Regions from separate parts of the Mus musculus genome. Here region 2 is linked to region 1. A link is a contact called in public HiChIP or PLAC-seq data. All regions are on one chromosome and are shown on one strand. Each heading gives the region's core, a stretch centred on a gene start, on an enhancer-like site or on the middle of the called end of the contact. The rest is flanking DNA. Distances are from core to core; before and after follow the strand shown.

Region 1 (5,885 bases), core at 1,549-4,048:
TGGTCATGGTGTTTATCACAGCAATAGCAATCGCATAAGGACAATCCCATGTGGTTGTTTAGCATGACCAGGGTAAATCCCATGATTCTTTTGGTTGAGGGACATTCTCTAAGCATCTGTTACTTGCAGGCATGTTTGTGGCTTTTTGATACAGAAATACTTTTGTGATCTCAGAGGCTTATCATCTGGGAGGTCCAAAGAAGCAATTGAGCTAGCGGAATCTGCATGTAAGGCAGCGGCGGCCGGTGTGTGTGTGTGTGTGTGTGTGTGTGTGTGTGTCTTGCGATGATTCCTGTGGGTCCCCTCCCCACACATGACTTTCCCTGACTGGGTGTGCTGTGAGTCACTTTACTGCCTGTGCATCGGTCCCCACTGTCAGGTGGGAATAATAATGGTGCTGGCCCTATCTGCCTGACAGATGTGAGATTCAAGTCTCCTCATAGATGGAAAAGTGGCTTAGGGACCGCAGAGCATTCTTTCAGTGCTGTATAAAGAGACTCGACAATGCTGTCCTGGGGCACATGCAAAGGGCATCTCATGAGGATGCTGTTCCCACCCGAGACTTCCCCTGCTAATCAGGAATGTGGCCAACCACAGATCCCACCCCCTTGCCTGGCACTCATCCTCGGTGGGAGCCAGTGGGGGGGGGGAGCACACCCTCAACTCTCACAAAACCCAGGTTCAAATCCCTGTGAGTGAGCACCATTCTGTAGGACAGTTTCTACCACTGTGCGTCTGGTGATTGTGAAATCCTTGTGGGAAGTCAAAGGAATGAAGCCTTCAAAGTGCTCGGTCCACCACTGGGCGCTAACAGATGCAACGCATAAGCTCTTTACTGTTATCACCATTGTTTTGGTTATTGTTGTTGTGAGCAGATATAGAGAAAAATGTATTCCATCAGCCCTTTGGTGTATTGCAAAGCCACAGTTTATAATAGACTGGGTGTTCGGCCATCTTTCCGGTACTTCCTAAATAGCTCCTTCCTGGTAAAAGTGCCCTGCAGTAGATACTTGGTGACTGACTTTTCTGAGCAAAGTTTACAGAGGACTAATTCACTAGTGTAGAAAATGAACAGACATCCTGCAGATTTGTCTCTCAATTCTTCTTGTGTCTCTAAACATGTACCTGGAAGGAGATGCTATGACATGCTTCAGGTCATATCATGGATCATAGCAGACAGGGCTGGAGCAAGGTAGCCTGACAGGTTGCCAGTCCTGGGTGATTAATAGCAGTTCCAGTCCCTGTGTGCTGTGGATCCAGGCTACCATGTGGTTACATTGTGGTTTGGTTTCTAAACTATCCACCACCAAAGGACAACAGTTCTGTTCACTTAATAAAGATGTATTTGCCTAGAATTCTAGTGTCTGACCCTAGGGTTTCATACGGATAAAGGCTTAGCTGTTGCACTAAAGAAATATCAGCTTGCAGTGGAAGGTTAGAGGGAGATTTGCTGTCTCTGCCATGGCAATCCTGTGTCATATACTTCCTGCAGACATCTGGGAACCCAGACTGTATCTCCATAGATACGCCATCACTTTCAAGGGTGCTGTTTCTGCCTGCATAGTTAGAACAGGATTCTCTATGTCTAGTTGGTAATGGGGAAGAACCATTCACTTCTCCATATTTGAAGTTAGAAGAACAACACCTTTGTGGGTTCACAGCCTATTTGCTCAAATCCAGTAACACAGCTACGTCTGACTGCACAGAAGGCTGGCACATGTCCCTCACTAGCTAGCAGACAGGAGTAGACACTTCAAGCTACAGTGTAGAGGAGTCCCTGTTACCCCATAAGGAAAGAGTGTCTCCTAGAAGACACCAAGTTTGTCATCAGAAAGGGAAGTTTTGTTTGTCTTTTTTTGACGGTCTCTCTTATAGCTCACACTAGCCTGGAACTCACTGTATGTCCAAGGCTAGCCTCAAACTCATGGCAGTCTCCTGCTTCAGCCTCTCAGATGCTGAGACATTGCGGGTATGAGCCAGCATACCATGCTCAAGAGTCTCTATATTGTTTTCCCTCACTCTCAGATTTGGGAGAGTAAAGCCCTACTTCTTGAACGGTGTTGCCCTTCGGTCTGCCTGACCAGATAGCCTCTGTATTTGGAGGACAGATGTCTGGGCAGACAGAGATGGTGTGGAAGGAACTCTGCCTGTGCTTGTGATTTCCCAGGGTTGGGTACAACGGCAAACTGTGAGTCTCTTCCTCCCACCCGTGGTATATTCCCCTTGGACATAGGCACAGATGTGGTTTGAAGATGAGCTGGAATCACCAACCTTGGCCGTGTCACCACATTACATTTGGTGCTATATCCTGGCACGTGGTTTTTGAAAGGAGTGCTCTGCTGACTGCACGGAGCTTGAACTTGCATTAACCTGCTCTCGGTGGTCCCCGTTGATGAGGCTCGGCCAAATGAACAAAGCCGTAGATTACTCTTCCAGATGGCTTCTTTATTTTTAGTTCGGTAAACCATTTCTAGAATCTCTTTATTCCTTCTCAGGAAAAAAAAAAAAAAAAAGAAAAAAAAAGATCTGAGTGACTCCAATCAAGGGTGACATCAGACCCTCCAGGAAAGACACTTTGCTTAGCATGTTATCACATGGCATGCTCACAGAAGTCACAGAAATTTTCTGTGACTGTGCAAGGCCTGCATTGTCATCTGGGCACACGTATGATTAGACAAGAGACTGCTTTCCCAGTTCCTGGCGGTTATGAATGGAAGTGGTGCCTGGTCCTTCTCCAGGGACGTCTGTGCAGCACTCGCTATACTTGCACAGCTGCAAAGACCAGGTGGAGTCACGAACCACAGGTGACTCACAGACCCACATTCCTCAACCAAGGTCCAAAATAGAAACTATGTAAACATTCTCCCTGGAGAGATAAGATCTTTGTTTCCTAAGGCAGCCATAGCAAGTTGCAATTTAGTGACAGGAAACAACAGAAAGAGGTCTGGTGGGCAGAAGTTCAAAGTCAGGGTGTTAGCTGGCTAGCCCTTCCATTCCCTGCTCTCCCCTGGTCTCCGCAGCTGCCTTTTATGTTCTTTGTTGTGGATTATTCCACCCTCTGCCTCTCTCTGTGGCTCTGATCGCACTCTGCTTCCTGGTATAAGGCCATCATTGGATGGATTTAAGAGCTACCCTAAATTCTAAATGAGCTCATCCCAGATCATCAACTTAATTGCATCTTCCAAGACCCTGTTTCCAAATCAGGTCGCCTTTGAAGATGCCAAGGATTCAGACTTGGGTGGGTCTAACCTTTAAGAAGAAATAATTCAACACTGTGATATCAGAGCAAACATGTATTAAAAAGCAAGCTAAGCCCATTGCCACCAAGCCCCATGTTGTGTCAACTGTAAGGACTTGTAGCACAGAGCTCTAGAAACGCATCACAGCTGGAGAGTCCCAGAAAGTTAGCTTTATGTCTTGCAGAGGTAGTTCTCATGCTAGGTGGCGCACGCCTTTAATCCCAACACTCAGGAATCAGAAGCAGGGGCATCTCTGTAATTTGAGGCCAGCTAGATCTACATAACAAGTTCCAGGTCAACTGGGGTACATAGTGAGATCCTGTGTGTAAAGTAATGTATGTATTCCCATGCAGAGAGAGAGACAGAGACAGATATAGTGAGGTACATAGATTGATTGATTGATTGATAGATTGATTATGGATTGCCTCTGGCCATGAGACAGGCCCATGTTGACACACAACTCCATTTGCTCAACTGTCGGTGAAACCAAGTCTCACACCTTGTCAGCCGCACTCCTTCATGTGTGCCCTCTTTTGCGTTCACGCAGTTAGTGTGGTGGATGCAGTGTCTATCGTTTATCTCTCTGGGCTTGATGAGTGCTACTGTGCTTCTCCTTGTGCGCCTTGTCAAACATTTTCTATTTCATGCCTTTGCTGTTTGTTGTTCCATTGAGCTTGATGAAAAGCAACATTTTAAAAGGCAAATTAGTACAGGACAGTTTGGAAAACTCAGAGCTGTAATTTTCTCTTGTGAGACTCAATGGATGTGTTTTCCTTCACTCTCCTGCCTGCAGGCCTCCACTCCTCTGCTCCACCTCATGCCTGGTGGCAGGAGGCCAGCCCCAAGTTTCAGTCCCCTCCAGAGAAACTGGTGTCTCTTTAACTGCATGATGCTAAGGGATGGTTTTTATTTCCCTATCTGCTCAAGTTTAGAAAACAAACCACACCAGCTATGTGTATGAAATCAAAGAAATTATAAAAACGTAACAATTCTTATCTAGGACCCTATGAAAACCAAACCTAAGAATAATAGGAATAGAAGGAAAAGACTCCCAGCTACAAGGCCCAGAAAATATTTCCAACAAAATCATAGAAGAAAATTTCCCCAACCTAAAGAAAGAGATGCATATATATATATATATATATATATATATATATATATATATATAAAGCCTACAGAACAACAAATAGATTTTCCAGAAAAGAAAATCCTCTTCTCACAAATTATCAAAACACTAAATGTACAGAAGAAAGAATATTAAAAGCTACAAGGGGAAAAGGCCAAGTAGCATATAAAGGCAGAGCTATCAGAATTACACCAGACATCTCAACAGAGACTCTAAAAAAAAAAAATAAAAAAATAAATCAAGATCAAATAAACAATTAAAATCATCCTATAACCCCTAAGGAAATAGAAGCAGTCATTAAAAGTCTCCTAACCAAAAATAAATAAATAAATAAATAAATAAATAAATTTATTTAAAAGCCCAGGGCCAGATGGGGTTAGTGCAGAATTCCACCAGACTTTCAAAGAAGAGCTAATACCAAAAAATTTATTCAAGGGATATTGTAGTCAGAGCAAGACAAGGTATGAAGTGGATTTGAATGTGTGTCAGAGTGGGATGGCCTTGAATGCTGCCATCACTTCCTGCTCTGGAGATTCCTTGGGGATTTATCCACAGGGTGTTTTCTGTGCAGCAATGTTCCTGCCTTGCACGTCTCTGGTACTCTGGGCCTCTAGCCCTTTCTTTAAGGTGCCATCCTCTTGAGCATAGGAAGAGAACACTACCACCCCAAAGGCCCCCTGTAGTCGTTTCATAGTTAAGAAAGACCAGGAGCCTTGAAGATACCATGCATGCTTCCTCAGTGGTTGGGAAATAGATTGTTTTGTGTATGAACACACCTGTTTATTTAAAGGGGGTGCTATTGAGATCTTAAGCAGCAAGGAAAACTGGAAGAGAAAAGTGGCATTCTATGCTGCCACACACACACACTATGAATTCAACAACGTTATACCCTGATCTTCATATATGCACAGTGGTTCACAAACCCCCTGTACATACCATGTACACTTATACACATTAATAATGCATGAAGTAAAAATTTTAAAAGAAAGTCGACAATGCGTCATTATTGGAACAGGCACATGAGACAGCTGGACCCTGTCCTCAACTATCAAGCCTCAAGGCTCATCCTGAGAGACTCAACTCTCTCCAGCAAGGCTCTGTCTTCTAAATGTTTTACACCCCTCAAAAACAGAACTACCATCAGGGAGTCAGGTATCCAACATATGAGCCAAAGGGAGGCACTTCACACTCAAACTAACCAATTCTCAAGAGAATTGACAACATGACTTCTGACAGAGGATGGTATAAGAGCAACCACAACAGCATCATTCTTTCTTAAGAACATGAATGCAAAGAGCCAAGACCCTGTCAGCTGGTGAGTGGGTGGACACGTGTGATGTGTTCATACTAAAGAGTATAACTGAGTGGTCAGAAGAGGTAATGTACTGGACAAAAGTCATGGACCTTGAAGACAGCACACGGAGTAAAAGAAGTAAGACAAAGGTCACATACTTTACTATTCCACATACGTGAGATTCTCAGGAAACGAAACTTTTGGAGGAAGGAAGTCGGTTGGTAGT
Region 2 (5,885 bases), core at 2,074-4,573, 260 kb before region 1:
AGAGGAGAGAGGAGCTGTCTTTGTTCAGGACCACGTACTATAGCTTTGATGTATAGAGTTCACTTACGGAAGTTGCTTCTGCATTGAAAATGCTGTTGTATCTGATTTGATAATGCCATGCCTGGCTACACTGATGGCCAGAAATTGAAAGGGTACCTCATATAAATGGAAGCATAAAGTTCTTTTGCAACAGGGTTATGTCATTATAACTATCTATCTATAGTATATATTATATACTATATATAAGTATATAGTATATATATACTGAATATCTTTACAGTTCACCTATGTTTGTAGTATGCATTGGCACTCCATTCTGTTTCATGGCTGATATTCCTTCTGTATAGATATACCACAGTTTATTTATTCATCCATCCGTTGAAAGACATTTGAGCTGTTTTCATCATTTGGCTCTTTATGGTGTGCACTGCTATAAATAGTCATATATAAGCTTTTTTGTAGCCATATATTTTCATTTTCCTGGGAACTTTCCTAACTGTCTGTTTTTAAAGGACACCATGATAGTCATTATGTACCAATCCTACATGGTTGCCCAACAAGCCGAAAGCCCAACACCAGCTGTAAGCAGCTCTGAGACTTGGCCTTGATTTGTGTTCAAATCGTTGCCTGTCTTAGTTTCCTCACTGTTATTTCAAGGAACCAGTTCCAAGCTGAACTCCCAGTATGCATCCCTCTGGTTCTTTGTTCAGGCCACCCAAAATAAGATAACGATTAGAATACGAAAACCTGTGTGTTCTAGCATCGTTCTGTTGCTGTGATAAAACTCTGGCCAAAAGCAACCTAGAGGAGGAGAGGGTTTGTTTCAGCTCACAGGGAGGTGATGGCAGGAACTTAAGCAGGAACTTGCAGCTGAGATCATGAGGGGTAACTGTGGGGAGAGAGTGTCGCCTGGACACAGCAGGGTGACCGCATATATGAATGCATGGTGGTTAGGATAGGATGCATGAGGCCTGTGTAAGCCACAGCCAGACCAAATCCCAGCTTGGAGAGCAGAGCCAGGCACCCCTAGCCCTGGAGTGACTGACAGCTGTAAACTGCTATGGAAGCAAGGGTCCATTTTCTCTAAGAGTGTAGCCCCTAACCCCCTGTAAGTCAACTGTACTCTAGTGAAGGACAACAAATCAAAGAACATTTTGGACAGCATGAATTGATCTTGAGGGTTTTTGTTTTATTTTTGTTTTGTTTGACACAAAGTTGGGTGGGTTTTAAAGTGGGGTGAATCTGGGAAGTACTGGGGGGGGGTAGTGAATATGATAAAAAAAAATGTACGAAACTCTCAAAGTACTAATAAAAAGGAAAGAAGCCATGGAGAAATGCTGCCTGCTGGCTCACTTGCAGACCCATCCTTGGCTAGTTTTCTTATACAGCCTAGAACCACCTATGCAGGGGATGGTGCCACCCACAGTGGTCTGGGCACTCCTATGATTAACAATCAAAATAATCCCCCTCAGATATTCCCCCTGGCCAGTCTGATATGGCCAACCCCTGGATCTCGAAGTCTTAGCTTACTCTGGGTTGTGTCAACTTGACAGTTAAAACTAGAGGGCCGTGAGTTTCCAAGTCTGTTCACCTGTTCTCAGGCATCACGGAGGAAAAGCGTGGTCTCTTCAGTTTTTGTAAAGGCAGATGGGGTCAATGGCATTAGTGGAGGAGAGAAGCAGTTTGTTGATGGTGTGGGATGCTATCAGGAACCCTTCTAGCCTATTTTTTCCCACCACAGCCACGGAGAAGTGGCTGCTGTCAAAGAGGATGGTGACTTGCTTGGGGTTGTCCAGTAAGCAAAGGACAGACAGGCTGATCTGAAGCCAAGTTTGTGGGTTCCAGCAGCTCTACTCTTTAACTTCCTCCTCCTGCCAGCCTGCCCTACAGTGCTCCTCTCTGCAAGAAAGCAATTCCCTAATGGCACAGTGTAAGAATGTCTTCTTGGCTCTCCATCCTACCACAAAGGAAGCCAATGCTGTTTCATTTTGGTTTTTTTTTTTTTTTCACTCCTGCAAATTTCCCATTCCTGGCAAATGGCTAGATGGCTTTTCTTGTTTTCCCTGGATAGAAAGCAATTTCCAATTGCTTTTCAGCAATCGTCGATTGAACACGCACCTCTGTTTCTTGTTCTCTCCCACACGGACAGGCTGCCTCTAACACAGCCCTATAGGACAAGGAGTGTCTCTGTTGAAGAGTAAGGCACCGTTTCCTGGTTGAAATTCAGCATACATGCCTCAGTGGTAAATGCTCTAACACGAAACATCAGGCGTGTCTACCTGCTGCTGTGCACTGCTCCTGGGGTGTTGGCCATAAAACTGAAAAACTTTCAAACTGCTGTGAATCAATTGCTTCACTCAAGACCCATGACATGTATGTTAACCAAAACAAACAAACAAACAAACAAACAAACAGAAAACAGAAAAATAGTCTGTACTAGCAATGGAGAAAATGAAGACACCAAGATTTGGTGGGAAGAATAACTGAATGGAGTGGAAAACCCAAGTTTGAGTCCAGGCTCTGTCTTTTTCTCTAGCCCTTTGAATCTGACTAAAGTAATTGATTTCTCTGAAGCACAGAATGAGGTTTTGGTGAAGATTGAACCAGACTATATTTACGAATGCTTTCTATAAATATTATGGGGCTAATGAGGTGGCTCAGCGGGTAAAGGTGCTTGCTATAAAAGTCTGGGAACCTGAGGTAAGTTCTGGAACTCAAATGAAGGTGGAAGGAGGGAGCCGACTCTACACAGTTGTGCTCTGGCCTCTGAATAAGTGTCCTGGCACATCCCCCCTGCCTCCCTCCACCACTAAATTTTAGGAAAGGTTAGGTTTGTCATTACTGTTTCTACAAAAAGGCTATAATATATGTTTCTATTTTCTGGCAGAGTAGGCTGATATCTGGAAGACAGGAAAACTTAATAGTATCTTTGCAAAAAGAAACAAACAAACCAGAAATCAAAGCATTGGCTTACAGACTCTATCACCTGAATAAAAAGACTATAGGAGCTCACTAAAACCACATATAAATCCCAGACAGCCTGGATGCTTTAAAGGGCTACATCTCCAATGCTGGCTCCACAGTGAAAAGTGGCAGATCCAGCTAGTGACTTAGTCAAAGTACAAATTCTCAAGTCCCACCTGGACCCATAGAATCTGGAACTCAGAAGGTTGCACACTGTAACCTATATTTAAGAGGTGCTAAGGTGAGATTTTGGTGGCTGAGGTATGACGGCTGCTTTAATACGAAGCCTCGGGGATAGAGGTGTCATTTAGCTGGTAATGTGTTTGCTTAGCACACGTGAAGTTTGAACTCTAGCACCTTGCAGCTGGGTCATGGTAGCACGTGCCTGGAGTGCCAGAACTCAGTGGGTAGAGGCGGGAGGGCTGGAAGTTCAAGGTCACCCTTGGCTACAAAGAGAATTCAAGTCCATCATCGAATATAAGAGACCCTGTTTTTTAAAAAAGAAAGAAAGAAAAGAAAATATGCAACCTCAGTTGGTCTTAGCACAAAGGAGGTAGGTTTTACTGCTCCCGAATTATTGTCCAGAAAACAGAGGAGGCTCAGAAGAGAAGTAGACATTATTCAAAGTCTCAGGAATTTGCTTGACTGCTACAAGCCTCCTTACCCCTCTGCCCACTGCCTTCTAGAAGGATTACGTGTCTAAAACAGTCCTTCCAGCAGCTGACTCAGTAAGCTGGCACACACTTCCAGCCTAGCCAGTTGAATGACCACAAGGTATCAGGAAGATGTGTCACTAAGCAAACAATCCCCGCAGAGAGATACACTGTGCCACAATGAGTCTCTGAAGCCCAAAGTTCCAGCTCTGGGGTGGGGCGAGGCAGGAGCGTTGGGGGGATGGGGGGATGGGGGGAGGGGGGGAGAGGGGGAGGGTGTGTGCCACAGGCGTTCCCCAGCAACCTCCAAGGGCATATCTTTTCCTACTTGGCTCTTCACTATGTTAAACAAACAACTACGTGGCCCTGACCTTGCAGAAGCCCCACCCGCACCCCCCAGAGTCTGATCTCAACCCTGCCTGAGAATCCAGGCTTACTGCTTTTCCAGGGATCTCCACTGAGCATGTGGGCCTCTCAGCTCTCCCCTGAATCTTGCCCATGTGGAAACCTGTGCATTCTCACCCTGCTTCAGCTAAGAGGAGCCCCAGAAATCTGGCTCCTCCTAAGACAGGTCAGACTCTCCTCTGCCCATCCTCTGCAGCTTCAGAGTCTCTGGATATGTCATCCAGTGTGCCAGAAAAGGCGATTAGGAGCCGTTCTCAATGTTTTATGCAGAAACCCTCATCTCCCCAAATGCATTTTCCATTTCACTTCTAGGGAATCCCCAAACCTACAGTGACAACAATCTATTCGACACTTCCACTATACCCATGTTGTGGAAGTGAGAGAGCTCCCCGTCATTCGGGAGAATGTCCTCACTGATCGCAAGTCTCCAAAGGCCTGGCTGGGTGAGGGAAAGGAACTTTTAGAAATCGGGGCTCTGTTCAAGCCACCAAAGAGCCTGACTGGTAGGTGTCTAGGCTACTCTCTTTTCTTCTGCTTCGAGCTCACTTCTAAGCTGACAAAGCAGTTGGAAGTACCGTGTTTCAGCCTGGATGAGATACCTCTCCAAAGAAAACAGGAAGAAGGGACAGATGACACTGGGTAGCAGTTACTAGCACTGGTATTTTAGAAAGCTACTGGAATAGTGAGTTGTGAGGTGAGAGATGGGGACATCACACAGACGATTAGAAGCTCAAGTGATCTGTGGATTACAGTGAGCAGTGATCTTTGGGAGGATGCGGTCACTAGAGTGCAGGTCTGGAGCAGAGGACAGCTGACAAGGGTTAAGGAAGAGAAGATGCAAGAACCAGGCTTCTCTAGAGTGTTTCCGAAGAAAGACATCTGGGCAGGCAGCTCAGTTGACAGAGTGCTTTCTCTCAGCGCTGGGTCCAGCAGAACACAAACCAGCTGTGGTAGTGCACATCTGTAATCTTTCTGAGCCATCTCTCCAGACCCCAGCTCCCTGTTTTCCAAACCCACAGTGTGATGCAGTACACACAGGGAGATCCCTGGAGCCCCCAGCTGGCCAGTCCAGCTAACTGATGAGCTTTTGGACTTAGAGGGAGGCCCTATCTCAAAATAAGGTGGAAAGTGGGCAGGAGACAGTTCAGTGGTTAAAAGCACTGGCTTCTCTTCTAGAGGACCCCAATTAGATTCCCAGTCCCACATGTTAGCTCACAAGCATCTGTAGCTACAGTTCTAGGGGATCTGACATCCTCTTCTGTCCTTAGATGGTACCAGGCGTGAATGTGGTGCACAGATATACAGATAGGCAAAAACCCATACCTGTGAAATTAAAAAATAAAATGGGAAGCAACAGAGCAAGGAACTTTGCATTGACCTCTGACCTCTAAAACAAGATGTTTGCTCCACATACATTATATATGCACCATGGGCACATGGAATTCCTGCTTCCATCTAAGTGTGTAAAGTCCAGGCCTTTCTTTTGGGTGTTACAGGCTGCAGAAATCCTCAGAAGGAAGAGGCCGAGGGCGGGTGAGGCTTGCAGGCTGTCAGGGTTCTTAAGCCTGTGCAGGTGGGCAAACCTCCAGCTGCTCAGACAGAGGCTCCAGGGACACCCAAGCAACTTTTCAAAAGTGACGGTGAGCAGGAGCCGCACCACAGGCTTCTGTTTATGGACTCTCAGACAACAGACTACAGAGTAGCAACTTTCACAGCAAGGTGACCCTGGGAGAGCTTCTAATAGTCTTGGGAGTTTTCTGTTGTTACTGTTTCAATCTGTTTTGTTTGGTTGGTTGTTTTTTTGTTTTGTTTTGTTTTGTTTTAGAACCGTGCCTTGATATGTAGTCCAAGCTGATCTGGTTC

What was found. HiChIP or PLAC-seq counts read pairs in DNA pulled down with a chosen protein or histone mark.
Region 2: a contact with region 1 is called in an HNF4G HiChIP or PLAC-seq map of pancreatic cancer cells. The contact joins two enhancer-like sites. A contact is called at or near these places in 2 of 15 datasets of contacts at CTCF or cohesin (the NIH/3T3 cell line and large pre-B cells), 10 of 115 datasets of contacts at active chromatin or transcription factors (differentiating embryonic stem cells, double positive thymocytes, embryonic basal ganglia and 7 more) and 2 of 9 other capture datasets (liver and pancreatic islet).

Annotation. Positions count from the first base shown.
Region 1 is chr11:108,098,659-108,104,543 of GRCm38.p6, reverse strand. All of the region lies in intron 3 of Prkca (protein kinase C, alpha), which reads left to right. Among named protein-coding and RNA genes, the nearest start is that of Gm51922, 11 kb to the left of the region's middle. Within about 2 kb of position 2,798, at least 50 of the 459 cell types and tissues checked have an H3K27ac peak or open chromatin away from gene starts, as enhancers often do. A contact at or near this core is called in pancreatic cancer cells, where this site is marked.
Region 2 is chr11:108,363,244-108,369,128 of GRCm38.p6, reverse strand. Gm36709 (a long non-coding RNA gene) reads left to right here. Exons shown (of 4, transcript XR_880267.2): 4 at 2,150-2,299. Among named protein-coding and RNA genes, the nearest start is that of Gm36709, 15 kb to the left of the region's middle. Within about 2 kb of position 3,323, at least 67 of the 459 cell types and tissues checked have an H3K27ac peak or open chromatin away from gene starts, as enhancers often do. A contact at or near this core is called in pancreatic cancer cells, where this site is marked.